Linked DNA regions of Rattus norvegicus: region 2 is linked to region 1. The links are chromatin contacts, called in public Hi-C maps. All regions are on one chromosome and are shown on one strand. Each heading gives the region's core, a stretch centred on a gene start, on an enhancer-like site or on the middle of the called end of the contact. The rest is flanking DNA. Distances are from core to core; before and after follow the strand shown. Region 1 holds the start of Lpar1 (lysophosphatidic acid receptor 1). Region 2 has its middle 34 kb from the start of Or2k2.

Evidence for each region. A called contact is a pair of places that touch in the nucleus more often than the background predicts.
Region 2: a contact with region 1 is called in a Hi-C map of Schwann cells, with 11 times the contacts expected there. The contact joins the enhancer-like site here to the promoter of Lpar1 in region 1. A contact is called at or near these places in 7 of 12 Hi-C or Micro-C datasets (the A7r5 cell line, the Rat2 cell line, Schwann cells and 4 more).

Annotation. Positions count from the first base shown.
Region 1 is chr5:78,140,739-78,143,438 of GRCr8, reverse strand. It overlaps Lpar1 (lysophosphatidic acid receptor 1), which reads left to right and starts at 1,251. Exons shown (of 4, transcript NM_053936.4): 1 at 1,251-1,372.
Region 2 is chr5:78,343,190-78,345,889 of GRCr8, reverse strand. No RefSeq gene overlaps it. Among named protein-coding and RNA genes, the nearest start is that of Or2k2, 34 kb to the left of the region's middle. Within about 2 kb of position 1,304, at least 7 of the 93 cell types and tissues checked have an H3K27ac peak or open chromatin away from gene starts, as enhancers often do. A contact at or near this core is called in Schwann cells, where this site is marked.

The DNA.
Region 1 (2,700 bases), core at 2-2,501:
AAACCCTGCGGGCCTGGAGTGGAGCAGGTGGGTGACCTGGCATGGCTGGAGGGTCCTCTCTGTGTGTCCCTATCTTCTACTGACTGATGTTAAGGCTTCTGAGCTGGTATTCTCCAGAACACGATTCTTAGGTCCTGCTCCCGCCCACACCTCCAGGTGTGCCTTCCCCGCCCTTAATTACCCTCTGAAAATCATAGTTTGCCCTTGGAAAGTTACACTCCTAGAGGAAGAGAAGTTTATAATCATAGCTCTAGGGGCACAAAGGCACACTCGCTTTGATTTGCAGTTGCAGAGATGCGGGAATTCATAGACCCTCTTAGCACAAAGTCAACCATTTCTTTTCTATGACCTGAAGTACAGGGCCGTGCTGGTTGAAACTTCGTGTTGTCTGAAAAAGTTAAAGAAACTCAACTCGGAGGAGGCCATACACCAAGCGCCCCTCCCCCCTTTTCTTTTCTTGTTTTTCCTAGGTTCTGTGATGGTTTCCAGGGCTTTTCAAATGAGGAGGGAAAAGCAACAAAATGAAAATGCACGGTGCAGGGAGTCCACTAAAGCTCTGCCAGAGGCCGGGTTCTAAGGTGAGCACAGGAGGGGGCAGGGGTGACAGAGGTGGGTGTGTCTGATGTGGCGGGTAGAGAGAGCGCCGGGAAGGGACTGAATGGAAAGCTTAGGCTCCCCTCACCACTCCCCCCTCCCCGACCTGCAGCAGCGCGGGAAATTCTGTGAATGACTGGGGGAGGGGACCACCGGAGGCAGTGTCGCTGTGGGTGCCACGCAGGTAAGGAGAGAAGAGCGGCTTGGGAGGAAAAGGCGCTTGGGGGTGCGGGCATGACTCGTGCTCTGTGGATGTGGCAGAAAGCGCCAGAAGGCGGAGAGGCAAGGAAGCTGGCACCCGTGCCTCTTCTGCCGCCTGCCTGCTCCTTGAGCCGGGGAAGTTGGGACTGGGCGGCAGTGACGCCCGGAGAACTGTGACTCTTGTCCTCCAGCACAGTGCTGCCCTCCGTAGGCTCCGGGTTGTGCTGGGGTGAGGCTTGGGTTGGGCTGGCCTGGGTGGGGGCTGCGGGAACTGCAGAGCTGGACCTTGCAGGTAAAGGCACGGGCAGCCGGGTGTCCCTCGCCGCGGGTGGCGACCGTCCCGCCTCCCTGCGGCGCGATCGGCTTGCACTGTCCCACCACCCGCGGCTTTGTAGCCGTGCGCGTGAGCGCCAGTGAGTGCGCGCGCCCGCGGGCCCGGAGTGGGTGGGTGTGCGCGCGTGTGTGAGGCCGCCTGCAGGAGGCGAGGCTGCCCTGGCCTCCCGCACCAGCCGGTGGAACCCAGCCCGGGAGGGAAGTCGCCGCAGCCGCCCCGGCGGCTCTCCTGCCCTTTGGCCAGGTCAGTGCGCCCCAGGGTCCGTCCGAGTGACACGTAGGTGGCCTCCGGTTGCTTACCTGGGTCGGGTTGGGGACGCGAGAGGGCTGGCGAGGGACTCCCCAAGTTTCTTGGTGTCGCGCCCCGGAGGACTTAGATGGTCCGGGTGTCCGCGCGTCCCGCGCTCAGCTCACTGCTCACCAGTGACTTTGTCGTCCCTTGAGTCTAAGGAATTTAAACTTAAGTTTCCTTGTAGCCGCCCGAGGCTTAGCCTGTACCTGGGAAATGCAAGGCAGGGGAGGGACCTGACTTTGCTTGGATGGGTTGATCGGTCATTTTTTGCTGCTGAAGGGAGAGTTTACTGTGGATGGTTTTAAACTTTAGACTTGTTTTCTTTGCTGCCATTTGGCCTTTGGTGTGAGGTATCCAGGGCTTGTTGCTACCTCCGGGCTGAGGCCCTAGACTCTCTCTTTTCTTAGTTCTTTCTTCCTCTTCTCCCGCCTTCTTTCTTCCTTCTGCCTGTGTTTCTTCTTCTTCTTCTTCTTCTTCTTCTTCTTCTTCTTCTTCTTCTTCTTCTTCTTCTTCTTCTTCTTCTTCTTCTTCTTCTTCTTCTTCTCCTTCTTCTTCTTCTCCTTCTTCTTTTTTTCTTTTTATTTGAAACCTACGGAGCTTTCTTCCATGTGGGTTTCCAGCGAGTGCTGGCTTGTGAAAAGTTTCACTCTTAAGCTGTACTTGAATCTATACCTCTTAAGCGCTACCTTATATCTACATCGTCATCGATACAAATTGCTAACTGCGACTGGAAGAAGGTAGCTAATTATTAAAGCAGGATCCTCTACTCTTTTCGGCAGTGCTGCGTGTTTATCCTTTGTGTGTCCTTTGCTCACCTAACATGACTGTGAAGTCCTGGTTTCAAACCCTTAGAAAATGGAAGAACACAGTCTCTTGTCAGATGGAATGAATACCAAGGAAGAGGGATCAACAATACGCTTAAGGCTCCGTGCACCACAGCCAGCTGCATTAACACACAGATGTAATAGCATCTAGTTTTTGCCCTGGGTTCTCCAGATGCAGCATCATGAATAATAATAACCTCCAGGGCTCTAAGTATATGAAAACGGTATTTTAAAACATTCTATATTATTTTACCTTGTCTTTGGTCATGAGTGTGAATTTGAGAGAGGAAAAATGTAGAAAGAGAGGGAAGCAGTTTGGGGCAGAAAGACTGAGAAGTGTGCCTGCAGAACTGGGCCTCCACATCAGAGCCTCCTTGTATACAGCGTCCCCTAGCGGTGAAACCAGAACGGGTTCTGGGCTCCTGGGCTTGGTGTCCTCATCAGAAAAATGAATCG
Region 2 (2,700 bases), core at 55-2,554, 200 kb before region 1:
GGGGAAACCCATTTCTTGCATGATGGCATCAATAGAAAAGGGCATTTAAATAAATTCAAATGATTACAATAAATGTTGCATGCTGGAATGAATGCTTTTTCTAAACGTAGAAAAGGTTAGTGTTGGGATTTAAACATAGGACCATGTGCATGTTTAGTGTGCACTCTATCACTGATCTGGATCCCAAGCTCCCAGGAGAGTATTTTGATTAATTTTGTGAATTGTTTGAACAAAAGGAATAAATCAAATAACAGAAGTACGACCTATTTTTTTTTTAGTGTTTCGAATCATGCTTAGAATATGTTGCTTAACAGACTACTCTAAAAGTACAGTCATTTTAGAGGACCGTAGGGAGGTTCCTCAAAAGAAGAACGATATAACTGCTGTAACCCAGCAAATCCTACTTCTGAGCTCATTTCCAAAGGATTTGAAATCAGTTTGTTGAAGAGATGTGCTTGATCACCCAAATTAATTATAACACTACGCAGCCATGGAACTGACCCAAGTGTTGTACAACCCAAGTGCATTATGGGTTGTACAACAGGATACCACTTTGCCTTCAAAGAACAGAAAATTCTTTATTCAGCCATAAGGAAGAGAGAAATTATGTCATGCATTAGAAAATGGATACAACTGGAGAGCAACAGACTAAGCAAAGTGGAAGCCAAACTGAGAGAGGCAAATATTGCTTGTTTTCTCTCATTTTTGGAACACACATGCATACACACACACACACACACGAGTATTGTTTATGTTGTGTGAGAGGGGTATTCATATGTCACAGTGTTCACGTGTGTGGTCAGAGGACAACTTGTGGGATTAAACTCTCTCCTTCCACCATGTAGATCCTTGGGATAGAATTCAGGTCACCAGGCTAGTGTCTCTACCTGCTGAACCATCTCAGCAGACCTGGATCCTAGACCTTATAGAGCATTTACAGTCTCATGCCACCCCCCTGTTCAATCTCTTTGCTTCATGCCTTCACTTGATGATGTAAGATCTCTGCTTCCTGCTCCCCACTATGATGGGCTCTTTTAACTTAACACTGTCAGGGGTGGTTTCTTTTGAGTGTGGGCTGCCGTTCTTTTCCTAATAAATACAGAAGCTAATTTTTTTTCATGTTAAGCAGACAAAGCTCCCCTTTGAGACATAGAGTCTGAACACCAAACACAGGACCCATTATCTCTGAAACATTAAGGGCCACATTCAGTCCTTAGAAATGGCCAGGGGTCCACTCATATTCAGAAGCATGGAATTTTCACACATCTAGGAAGTGATGCCAAACTGAATTTTGACTGGTGATGTGGGCACCTTAAGCTGTGATGCAGACAGGGTTGCCCACTGATGGCCATGCGCCATGCACAGACCCGCGTCAGACTGCCCACCACGAATTAAGTATTGTTTATGATCAAACAAAACCCAAGGGCTTCAAATTAAAACAGAAGGGATTCCCAGGCATATTTAATGTTGCGTGTGCTTGTGAGGAAATAAGCTTGCACTTCTTATACTTAGAATACCTACAGTGTTGCATTCAAAATTAGAGACAAAAAACAAACAGATGAAACAACAAAATGGGGGATTACTGATTGGTTTATGTGCAAGGAGATGTGGAGCTGAAGACTTTCGCACAGTTGGTGGATGCTAGGTTAGGGTTCCCCACATAGACAGATGGAGGAGTAAGCTGATCTCTTAGAGGGTCAATATCGGAGCAAGGGTCCAATTTTAGGCAGATTCGTAGCTTCTGCTGCACCACATGGAGGAATGGCGGAGATCTGCCTCCTAGATGGGAAGGTGTCCAAGGTCCAGGCAAGAGGCTGGGCTTTGAAGATCGGGTCGTGGGCAAGATCGCCCCAGGGTTTTCAGACCAGCATAGTTTAAGTCGTGCAGCTGGTTGTGTGGCTCTTGCGACTGAGCACAGGCTTCTGAAGAGACAGAAGGAGGCTCCTGAACCAAGGGGAGAAAAGGCTGAGGCTGGATGTGGTGGGTACCAAACAGTAGCAGCAAGGCGTTGCTAGGATCCACGTCCAGAACAAAAATGATTTGCTACAGGGATTCCTGATTAATTCTGACCAAATCCTTCTTAAAGCTTTCTCCCTCTTTCCCTCCCTCCCTCCTTCCCTCCCTCCCTCCCTCCCTCCTTCCCTCCCTCCCTCCCTCCCTCCCTCCCTCCCTCCCTCCCTCTATCAGGCTGGGATATACTACAAGGTTCAAGTGATCCTCTTCCCTCAGTCTCTAGACCACCCAGGACTCCAGATGCTGTCACTGCATCTGGCTCCATTTTCTTTTGCAGAGAACTGCTGGACACCAGATCCAGATCAGATACACATTCACAGGAAACCTCGGAAACCATGCCCAGCCTTTCTTAACTTAAACACTTCAGGGCACACTTCGGTCTTAGGGGGCCGTAGGACTTAGCTATTTCTTTAGGAGTTATAGGACTGTTTTCATGGTTTATCTGATTTCACTTAGGTACCTGGTATCTGTCTGGAAAATTGTCCATTTCATCCAGATTTTCCAGTTTTGTTGAGTATACACTTTAGTAGTAGGATCTGATAATTTTTTTTGAGTTTCTTCAGATTCTGTTGTTATGCCTCCCTTTTGATTTCTGATTTTGTTAATTTGGATGCTGTCTCTGTGCCCTCTGGTTTGTCTGGCTAAGAGTTTATCTGTTTGATTTTCTCAAATAACTATCTTCTGGTT